3 separate regions of the Zea mays genome follow, and all the other regions are linked to region 1. Evidence: chromatin contacts called from public Hi-C data. All regions are on one chromosome and are shown on one strand. Each heading gives the region's core, a stretch centred on a gene start, on an enhancer-like site or on the middle of the called end of the contact. The rest is flanking DNA. Distances are from core to core; before and after follow the strand shown. Region 1 holds the start of LOC100502453. Region 2 holds the start of LOC100281147 (zinc-finger protein 1). Region 3 holds the start of LOC100381786.

Region 1 (3,667 bases), core at 854-3,353:
TGAACATGCTGACAACCAATAATTAAGTGTGTTTTTGAGCACCTTCGAAAGACGAAGGCCCCAACATACTCCTCCTCGTTACTTTACCAACAGTGCAAGCTAAAGTTCTAGGCAACAACACTTTTGAGTGTCAATATGTGTTCAACTGAATTTGTGCTTGAAAATATGCACCTAGATCTGCATATCTGACCGAAAATGACACATGTCTGCAGATATTGTAAAGTATACGTGGGAGCCTGGAAGGAGGAGGAACCCCTAGGCGTCTCTCCTTTTCTATCTTGATCAAGTTGACTCGGTATCCCTATCCATCCCACCAGCCCCAAAGCAGCACATTCGGGTTCCGACGTCATCGCCGTCACGGCTTGCACAAGCAAAGGCGAGCAAGAACTCGGCTCCCGTCCCATCTCGCCATGAAAGAAAGAAAGAAAGACCACCTAAAAAGAACAGAACAGGTGGTCAGCTTCCTTCCAGTGCACCGTACCTGTGACAGCAACAGTCTAAAGCACCAGGAAAAAAAAAGGAGGCAGAAAATCTGATGCCTGATGCGGAAGTTAGCAGAAAGAACAGCATGTGGCCACAGCGCATCTGCAGTACAAAAAAACAACTCAATTATTTGGATCCCAAAGAAAGAGATAGCTGTTACTACTTCTCTCGTCACCCATTGCTGCTGTCGCCTGTTGATCCGGATCATCGTGAGTCCTGACCTAACCATTAACCAGCATCCTTTCAGTGCAAGCAAGCAAGCAAGCAATTGGTTTCCAGAGAAGCTAGGCACGCTGCCACTGGAATTGATGAAAAAGGCTTGTGCTGGACTGTGTGTGTCATCAGCAGTGCACACCGCACAAATGCCCAAGCAATGAAGCAACAGTGGCGCACAAGACAGGACAAGGTGCCTGTCGCAGGAGGGATTCCCTGTTGTGGCCTGACCTAACAGTCGCCCCTAGAGTCTGAAGCTGCCGGCGTTCCTCATAATAATCCCAACAAGGCTCATGACTCTTGTCAATGGCAGGTCGCTTTCGGTAGCTACTATAGCATCCCCTGCAGGGTGGCCGGATGGCACCTGCATGGATGGATGGAGAGCATAAAAACCTTTGCCATGAGCTGTATTGTCACTCCGTTTTCTTTTGGGAAAAAAAGGAAGAGGAACAGCGGCGCGCGCACGTCGAGAAGTGAGATGGGGCGGGTGATCCAGGAAATCAAATCGCCATCGCCATGGGGGTCGTCCATGGCAAGTGGAGTGATAAAAGATTTATCATTTATATATGCATGGGCCAGAGCCCAGGGATGGGAGATAGATAAGCAACTTGATAGATATCCACTGAAAACTCCAGACAAAGTTCTTCACCTCCAGATTCCTCACAGAGACAAGCCCTCAATTATTACCCCCTTCCCCCCAAAAAAATTCAATGATGCTAGTCGTACCTCGTCCTCCTTTATAAAGCAACAAACTGCAAGCTGCTTCTGATGCACCATCCAGCCATCCAGGGGCTGCAAGCCTGCAACCTAAAGCAAGAACAAGCAGAGCAAGAGAGAGAGATATGGAGCGAGGAGACGAGGCATCGTCAGTAGTGAGCAAGGCCAGCACAGCAGAGCAGCGACTCACCAGGGAGCAGCACGGCGACGGCGCGGCGTGGCTGAACCTGACGCTGGGCGCGAGCGAATCGCCGTCGCCGTCTCCGTCCCCGGACGCCGCGAGCTGCTCCGCGGACTCCGAGTCCGGGTCCGGGTCCGGGTCCGCCGCCAAGCCGCCCCCGCACAAGGTGTTCTCCTGCAACTTCTGCCTGCGCAAGTTCTTCAGCTCGCAGGCGCTGGGCGGGCACCAGAACGCGCACAAGCGGGAGCGCAGCGCCGCCAAGCGATCCTCGTACCACGCGCAGCGGGTGGTCGTGGGCGGCCTGCCGCTGCACGCGCACGCCGCCCTCATGCGCTCCCTCCGAGCCAACCCGGCGCCGGCGCCGGCGGTCAGGACGGCGGCGAGGTTCCTCGAGGGCGGCGTGGCGGCGGCGGCCTGGGCAACGGTCCCGTGCGAGGAGGCGCCGAGCTCGGCCTGGCCTGGGAGCTTCAGGCTGAGAGCGCCGCACTCGGAGTATGAGCAAGCGTGTGAGCCGATTCAGCCGAGTAAGATCGACTTGGACCTCAGGCTCTGATGGTGATACGCTGGTGTGGTCTGGTTGGTTCGAGATCGAGTGCGTGAGTTCGGCCCCGTTTCAATCTCATGAGCTAAACTTTAGCTTCCTGCTAAACTTTAGCTATATGAATTGAAGTGCTAAAGTTTAGTTTCAATTATCACCATTAGCTCTCATGTTTAGATTATGGCCCCGTTCCAATCTCGCGAGATAAACTTTAGCAGCTATTTTTTAGCTACTTTTAGCCATTTATAATCTAAACATGAGAGCTAATGGTGGTAATTGAAACTAAACTTTAGCACTTCAATTCATATAGCTAAAGTTTAGCAGGAAGCTAAAGTTTATCCCGTGAGATTGAAATGGGGCCTATAAATGGCTAAAAGTAGCTAAAAAATAGCTGCTAAAGTTTATCTCGCGACATTGGAACAGGGCCTTCGTCGAGGTTCATGTTCATCTGCTGAATAAACTGGTCTGGAGATGCGATCAGGTTCAGCTCACCGTCAGATGAGAAACCATGTGGTGGTACTGAATTTTGGACATATTGTTGATGCTGCTGGCGTTGTTGTTTGAGTCGCTGTTAGAATTGTTTGATGGCGCTGCAACCAAGTGTTCCTGTAGCTGGAAACTGTATTTAGCTCTCTCTATATATTGACGTCAGCGCGAAGAACTCTTCGTCACAAACGATTCGGGATCGGAACAAGACACAGCTCTAGCATCGGCGGGCAGCAAAATAAGCGGGAAAACATGGGGTAAGGCTGTGCGCAGCGGTTACCGCTGCCTCTCCCCCTCCCCTTGCATGCGGTCCCCCTACACGTCGGTTCTCTTCTCTCTCCCCCCAGATCTAGCGTGTCACTGTTCATCACCCTAAACATTGTGCTATGGGTCCACGAGTAATTGTTAGTAGATAAAAAATTGATAGTTGGTATAGAAAATGATATTTTATAGTGGTAGTGGGGTATAGGGGGAGTATTTAGGGGGAACCGCTGCGGGAGATGAAAAAATAGGGGGAAAAATAGGAGGAAAAGTGATATAGGGGGAAAAATTTAGAGGTAACCGTTGCGGATAGCCTAAGAAGCTGTTACGGTGTTGCGTACCACGTAAGTTCATCCCGATTTTAGATATGCGGCACATAAAATTTGTCACACAAAGTAGTGTCCATCCCAATTTAGGGTATGTTCGGTTATTTTCAATCCATATAGATTGAAGGGGATTAATACGGATTGAGAGAGATTTTGACTTACTAGGGATTGAAATCCTCTCAATCTCCATCAATTCATATAGATTGGGGTAGAACCGAACAAGCCGTTAAGGGATGTTTGAATTCACTAGAACTAACAGTTAGTTGGCAAAAAAAATTGCTAGTGAAATTAGCTAGCTAATAAATAACTAGCTAAATATTAACTAATTTAATAAAACTAGCTAATAGTTGCTAGGGTGTTTAGATGTCTCTAACTAATTTTAGCTACTAAATATTAGCTATATTGCATTCAAACACCCTTGCTAATATTTTAGATATTAGCTATTTTTAGTAAATTAGCTAC
Region 2 (3,470 bases), core at 451-2,950, 540 kb before region 1:
GCATCTTGGATGCCCTGTCGACCCCAAGACACACATTAAGGTCTTTCCTCCCTGATGAGGTCTCTCTCGGGATGCGAGATCTAGGTCTGCTGTGAAGAAGATGACCCTCCGCTCCATCGCGGATCGTTCGAGCCTAGACGCGGATCATTCGGACGTATGCAGAGAAGGAGCCGCTCCTGCACCCAAGTCGTGGCCCGTCCGATCATGTGTCTCAGACCGTCCACGCCTCCATAGAGAGCACCGTCATCGGTTCATCTTCCGATGATTGGCGCCCAGATCGACGCCAACATATTGAATGAGATTGAAAAAAAATTATAAAAGATGTGACTTGTTTATAATTTAAAACTATTAAGTCACAACCAATCCATATAGATTAAGAGCAAAATGAATAAATTCTTATTGTGTTTATTTACATGTATTATTTACACACCAATGAAAGAATTGATCCTTGCTTCTACCTACTCCTATATCACATGTATGTAGCTAATAAACAATGAATATGATGACTGTATATACACACGATCCGAACTAATCACCACTACGATCTAGATGAACAATCCAAGACACGGAGCACAAGTGACGAACAAATGAGCTGCTGATCCACACGAGCTTAACACTAACTAGGCCGGGATCATGAAGCGGGGCTTCTTGAACGCGAGCGGGCTGAGCACCTCGTCTTCGTCCACGCCCGCGCACCGCTCCGGCAGCGCAGGCAGGTTGAGGTCGAAGGCGACGGCCTGCGGCGGCGGCGGCGCCGAGGCTGGCACGGAGGTGGCGGCACCGAGGCTGCTGGTGGCCGCCGAGGCTGGCACGGAGGAGGAGGACGCGCGGGCGGGCGCGGCGGCGCTGCCGATGGTGCCGTCGTAGTGGCGGCGCTTGTGGCCGCCCAGCGCCTGCCCCGTCGGGAACGCCTTCCCGCACACGTTGCACTCGTGCGCCGCCGCCGCGGGTCTGGAGCCAGCCGACGACGAGGACGGCTGCGCCGGCTTCTTCTCGTCGTGGCGGTCCCCGTCTCCTGCGCCCGGCTCCGGCGCCAGCGCCGCCGCCGGAGAAGGCGAGGGCGAGGGCTTGGCGCGGTGGCTGGCCTTGTGGCCGCCCAGCGCCTGGTACGACGGGAACGCCTTGCCGCAGACGGAGCACGCGTGGTCCTGCGGCGGAGCCGCGGCGTCGGCGTCGGCGTCGCGGCGGCCGGTCGCCAGCATGACGAGGCACAGCGCCAGGTACTCCTCCTGGGTGGTCGGCTCCTTGGGCTGCTGGCCGTCGCGGTCGCGGCGGCGCCTCGAGCGCTTTCGCTTCGCGCGCCCTTGGCCGTCATGCTCCTGCTGCAGCAGCACCGCCTCCGCCTCCTCTGCCGCGCGGCCGCCGCAGCCGCTCGTCGTGGCGACCTGGTCCGCCGCCGCCGCGTCCGCCCTGCCGCTCGGCGACGGCGTCACCGCCGCGTCAAGAACCGCCATGTGCCGCCGAAAAGATGATCAGCTCAGCTCAGCTCAGCGCTGTCTCTCGCTCGCTCGCTCTCTCTCTCTCTCTGTGTGTGTGACTCTGTGTATCTCTCTGTCTGAGCTATAAATAACGCTCCCTGCTGCTTTGCACAACAAACGAACAAACAAGCTGTGCTTGCCGCAAGTTTATTTGCTTGGCGACGAAGGAACAGACCAGAGGAGAGGAGGTGCGCGGTTGCTTCCGGAAGTGATGTGTAGTGAGCGGAGGAGTAGGGCAAGTAAATGGACCGAGCTGAGGGCATTTTATACTCGACTCGACTGGATGGCTCCTCGGGATAACTACTCTGGGAGGATGAGGAAGAAGAGTCTCGGGGTCAAACACTCTTGTGTCTGGCTCATCTCATGGCAGGGACGAGTAGAAGAAGAGAAGAGTGACGGAATTGTTTAACACTTTTAACGACGCGTCAGCTGAGCTGACCACCACTCCACTCCGTTACCGACCGGTGGGCGGGTCAGCAGATGCAGATGGATCGGACGACTTGCGCCTTGCAGGCAGGGATGCAGTCCAGGGGAAGGAAAGGGAGGAGATGATGCCATGATGGCGAAAGTTCCGTACTCTCTGCGGGCGGTGCGGGGCAGAGGCGGCCCCCAACTGCCCCAACTGCAGATGCCAGGGTGTACTGCTCGCCGTGACGCGTGCTGGCCTGCTGCCTGCTGGGATGCTGCTGTGTTTGTTTCGCTTAGGCTATCCGCAGCGGTTCCCTCTAAATTTTTCCCCCTATATCACTTTTCTGGGTCACATCATCAATAGTGTATCCCCTACTTTTTTATCTCCCGCAGTGGTTTCCCCTAAATACTCCCCCTATATCCCACTACAATATAAAATATCATTTTCTATACCTACTTTTCATCGACTATCAATTTTTCTTCTACTATTAATTGAAGGCGGGCCCACAGGAACAGTGGTAGGGGGGAGAGCGCGCGTGCTGCAGCTGAGGGGAGAGAGAAGAGTCCCACGCGGTGGAGTGCGCGATAGCGTGCTGCGCTGCGGGCGATAGCGCGTGCGCTGTAGCCGGCATGCAAGCGAGCGCGCGCCGTAGCGTGCGGCGCTGCGGCCAGTCTTAAAAATCATGAGGTGTGTGTGTGCATGCATTGCTGTGTGGCCAAGATTAGGCCGCCGGCAGGCCGGCCGGCGTGCACATAGGACCGATGCACGCAGTGACGCAGGTCGTCACTGTGCATCGCCAACACTGTGGCCTCACTCACATCACATGCTGCTTCAGCGCGGTGCTCACAGAGATCCCCATTTGTAAAAATATATGGAAAACCGTCTTCTTACTGCCTATGATTGGCAGCCGCATCAATTGTATTTTTATATTGGCGTACGTATACAATGTCGAGTATAACTGAAACGCCGAAACAATCTCCTATATATAATATATAGGGTAACTAGGTGAGTGCCCGTACGTTGCAACGGAAATACATAATAACATAATAATTTATATACAAAATGTGTTTTATATTGTTATAAAAAAATGTTTCATAATCCATTTGTAATCCTAGCCATACATAAATTTTGTTATTTTAATTTAGCTATTTCACTACTACATTGCAACCATCGGTATTATACATACATACTTCGATTTATGCCACGATTTGCATGGTCTCATCATTGAAGAGCACGTGCCACACCTGCCGGTAGAAGTTCCCTCGTACATTGTCAGTTATCAGATACGCACCACCATACACGCTTGCTTAAACAAAAAAAGACAAGTGTATGTGTTTGCGAAGAGAATTAAAGGCGGGCCGGCATAAAAGCTACCCCGACGATGGCGAGTGGTCATTTGCTGTCGGTCCTCCTCTGCGTCACCTCTGGCGCCAAGATGATGCCATAGTACTTGATATAGTAGTCGTCGGACGCGCACGACATGGCGAGTACCGATGACTCTTGGCTGGGCTGCCAAACGAAGTGCACCCCGGGCTCATCAGCGAGGTAGTGCACCTAGCAGTTGCACCACCGGATGTGCTACT
Region 3 (3,561 bases), core at 756-3,255, 710 kb before region 1:
AAGCAAGTCTGACAAGTTCTAGAGGTTGATTAAGATTTAAATTGTTGTATGTTTAAAATGGAAAATTAATCAGCCCAACAGAAAAAGTAAGGAATTATATTATGTATGTAACCAAGAAAATCTAAAATCTCATTTTAGACTTATGAGGCCCCTTCATTCTATGATGATAAAAGGAATCACCACTGAAGGGAAGCAGATGCAGATGCCCCACAAGATTTTATATAACATATACGGTACTATTTTATTTGTTGACTCATCTCACACCCCGTTATACTCCAGGATACCACATGACAAGTAAAGCACGATTAAATCACTTCAACCATAGCATCTTTCCTTCTCAGTGACCCCTAACAGTAACAGAGTAAAAAACATGAGATCAAAAAGAGCAACAGAATCCTATTCATGCACATCACACAATAAGCATCGTTGTGCTATAAATCTGTTGGTAAGAAAGAGATACTGACCAATGCGCACACCACCAGGTGATAATGCACTGCTGTCACCAAAGACAGCATTTTTGTTCAGTGTAATGTTGCATAGGTCACATAGCATCTCAACTTTATTGCCTGCAATTTTGATAAACCAATTTTATAGCAAGTTTGTACAGCCTGCTAAGGGAAAGCCAAAGCATGCCATCGAATCCTGCTATGCTCCTCGCCAAAAAGGAAAACAAAAGAATCTTGCTATGCATACCAGTCAAGCCAAGAGGGCGCAGATCCCAGAGAACAAGGTGGTTCTCTGTTCCATCAGTAACCAACTTGTAGCCCTTACTCATCAAATGGTTACCAAGGGAAACTGTGTTTGCCTTGACCTGCTGGATATAGGCCTTGAATCCAGGTGACATGGCCTGTTTCAAGGCTACAGCTAGAGCAGCAATTTGGTGATTGTGAGGCCCCCCCTGGAGTGACGGGAACACAGCAAAGTTGATCTTGTCCTCGTAGTCATACAGAGCACCCTCAGGCTGGCCTTTTTTTGGAGGCTTTGGGCCCTTCCTGTAGAAAATCATACCAGACCTTGGCCCTCGAAGACTTTTGTGGGTCGTAGTGGTAACCACATCAGAGAACTCAAAAGGATCCAAAGCCTCCTATAGAAGAATGAAGGAATTAACATGGATGGTAAAGTAAAAGAATATACAGAATATGGGAGTCCAGCAGGATTTCTGTAGAAATTACAAAGTTTAACTTGAAAAATTCAAATTTCTGCATCCATAACTACCCTGGCCAATAGCATCATGTCATCACTTAGTTTGGATGCATGCATTTGGTGCTCTGTTTGTATGTTCATAAGTTGATCATTGACTATTGATCTGAGACACTCCACAAATTACTCTACAAGTCTACATCAATGCCGGTGAGAGATTACTAGATCACATGACTTCAGAATTGTCAATAGATTTGACAAACTTGGGCATGCCATCTCAATCTAAACAGCAGATTTTACTGCATTTCTTTTTGTTTGCTCCATAGGGAAAACTGTCCTAGTTTGTTTTTCCCCTTCTGCTCCAAAAACTCTTTCTTCGTGTGCAAATTCTATCTAGCTAAAGGAGTGACACCAGTTGATGGCACAATCAGGATGATCGATCACCTCACTTGGAGAAATAGTGCTTGCCTTACATAGAAAAGCTACAACTTTTGTATCGACTACTCAGATAAACACAACTGACGATAGAAAGTAAAACGTTTATATTCATAAACAATCGGCAATTGAAACGCATATAGAGTATAGTTTAAATACGCAGCAACAAAGACAATTAGTTACCTGCGCAGCAACGAGACCACTGATATGAGCCATGTCGCAGAGCAACATGGCCCCGCACTTGTCTGCGATGGCCCTGAACCTGGCGTAATCCCACTCCCGAGGGCACGCACTACCGCCACAGATGATAAGCTTGGGGCGGAAATCCATGGCCTTTTCCTCCAGCTTATCGTAGTCGACGTACCCGGTGTCGGAGCTCACCTTATACGGCAGGCTCTGGAAGTAGATGGAGGTTGCAGAAATCTTCTTGCCACTCGCCGTGTAGTACCCGTGGGTGAGGTGGCCCCCGGACGGCAGGTCGAGCCCCATGATCCTGTCGTTCGGCTGGAGCAGCCCCGTGTAAGCCGCGAAATTGGCGGGGGACCCCGAGTAGGGCTGCACGTTGACGCCCCAGCGGGCGGGGTCGAGGTGGAAGGCGGCGAGCGCGCGGGTCCGGCAGAGCTCCTCGATTTCGTCGATGACCTCGTTGCCGCCGTAGTAGCGCGCCCCCGGCATGCCCTCCGAGTACTTGTTGGTGAGCGGGGAGCCCAGCGCCTCCATGACAGCGAGCGAGGTGAAGTTCTCCGAGGCGATGAGCTCGATACCCGCTCGCTGCCGCCGCTTCTCGCGCTCGATTAGGTCGTACACCTCCGGGTCGACCTCGGCCAGCGGCCTCAGCCCCCACTCCTCCACGTTGTCCATAGCTGCGGCCGCGGGCGCCGCCGTAGTGGAGACCGCGGTGGCGGCGGAGAGGAGCGCGGGCCGGGCGGCGACGGCGCGGAGGAGCGGGGCGTGGAGAAGGGAGTAAGAGGGTTTAGTGTAGGCATGCTTGAAGAGAGCCCTGGAGACGGTGGCGGCGGAGGTTGCGGCCGCGGCGGGGCTGGCGAGGTGGTGCGAGGCCATTGCGGCAACACACGCACGCACGGTGTTCGGTAGATTGCCGCCGCCACGGATGGCGGCGCTACGGAGCAGAGGAGGTGACGGGGACAGGGGCTGGACCGCGGGCTGGAGTGAGGGCGGGTTATATGGCAAGCCGCCATTTAAGGGTCGGTGTCGTGGTTACTCGGGCGCCGCTAGCTTTTTCCACCCGTTGATTCCGCTCCGCGGCTATCGTTTTATTTTATTTTTGTTATTAGTTTTATATAAACTGTATCGTATATCAAATGTACCTGCGTGTCTCCGTTTAAAAAATGTTAATACGATAATTACTAGATGAGACTAAAAATCAATTTAATTAGTTATAATTAACTAGTTAATTAGCTACATGCCCTTCTTTCACTATCGACTTTCTAACATCCAAATAGCTAGGTTCTTTGACATTCTATTTGGCACCAGATTCTTCGTCCTGGTTCTTAGGCTTGTTTTCTTCCGGCGAATTTTCATTCTACATAACTTGGATTGGACTATCGGCGGCTTCTTCCACATGGTCCTTCTCGACAGCGCGGTTAACATCGTCTCCATAGGGAGAGTCAGAATATATGGTATAGGAACTAAAGCGCTCATTTAGATGTGAGCCATATAAAACAACAAAGGAAGCTTCACAGATGGCGCTGAGGGCGGTAACTTGTAGGCACAAGTGAGGAATACCGCTGGTGCAGCACTCCTCACCTCCTTGCTCCTTATATACGCGTAGCGGCTCACAAATCGAGAGTCTAGCACAAAAGGCACTCATTGTCATCCTAGTCCAATAATATAGATACATTTTTGCATATAGATACACCATGATGCAGATTTGAAGACATACATGGGAGAAGATAATATTGGGTCAAGGACACAACTCCACTTTAGGGCTTGTTCGTTTCACCGTCAATCCATGTGGATTGGGTT

What was found. Hi-C and Micro-C count contacts between places; a contact is called where the count stands out from the background.
Region 2: a Hi-C map of endosperm shows a contact between it and region 1, with 2.7 times the contacts expected there. The contact joins the promoter of LOC100281147 here to the promoter of LOC100502453 in region 1. A contact is called at or near these places in 2 of 25 Hi-C or Micro-C datasets (endosperm and tassel).
Region 3: a contact with region 1 is called in a Hi-C map of ear, with 4 times the contacts expected there. The contact joins the promoter of LOC100381786 here to the promoter of LOC100502453 in region 1. A contact is called at or near these places in 3 of 25 Hi-C or Micro-C datasets (bundle sheath, ear and tassel).

What each region holds. Positions count from the first base shown.
Region 1 is chr1:165,422,661-165,426,327 of Zm-B73-REFERENCE-NAM-5.0, reverse strand. It overlaps LOC100502453, which reads right to left and starts at 2,103. Exons shown (of 3, transcript NM_001348473.1): 1 at 1,604-2,103; 2 at 1,423-1,503; 3 at 1-434. The coding sequence starts at 1,924. The coding sequence ends at 108.
Region 2 is chr1:165,958,221-165,961,690 of Zm-B73-REFERENCE-NAM-5.0, reverse strand. LOC100281147 (zinc-finger protein 1) reads right to left here and starts at 1,700. Exons shown (of 1, transcript NM_001154066.2): 1 at 481-1,700. The coding sequence starts at 1,454. The coding sequence ends at 621.
Region 3 is chr1:166,137,487-166,141,047 of Zm-B73-REFERENCE-NAM-5.0, reverse strand. It overlaps LOC100381786, which reads right to left and starts at 2,005. Exons shown (of 4, transcript NM_001174585.1): 1 at 1,759-2,005; 2 at 694-1,084; 3 at 465-566. The coding sequence starts at 1,905.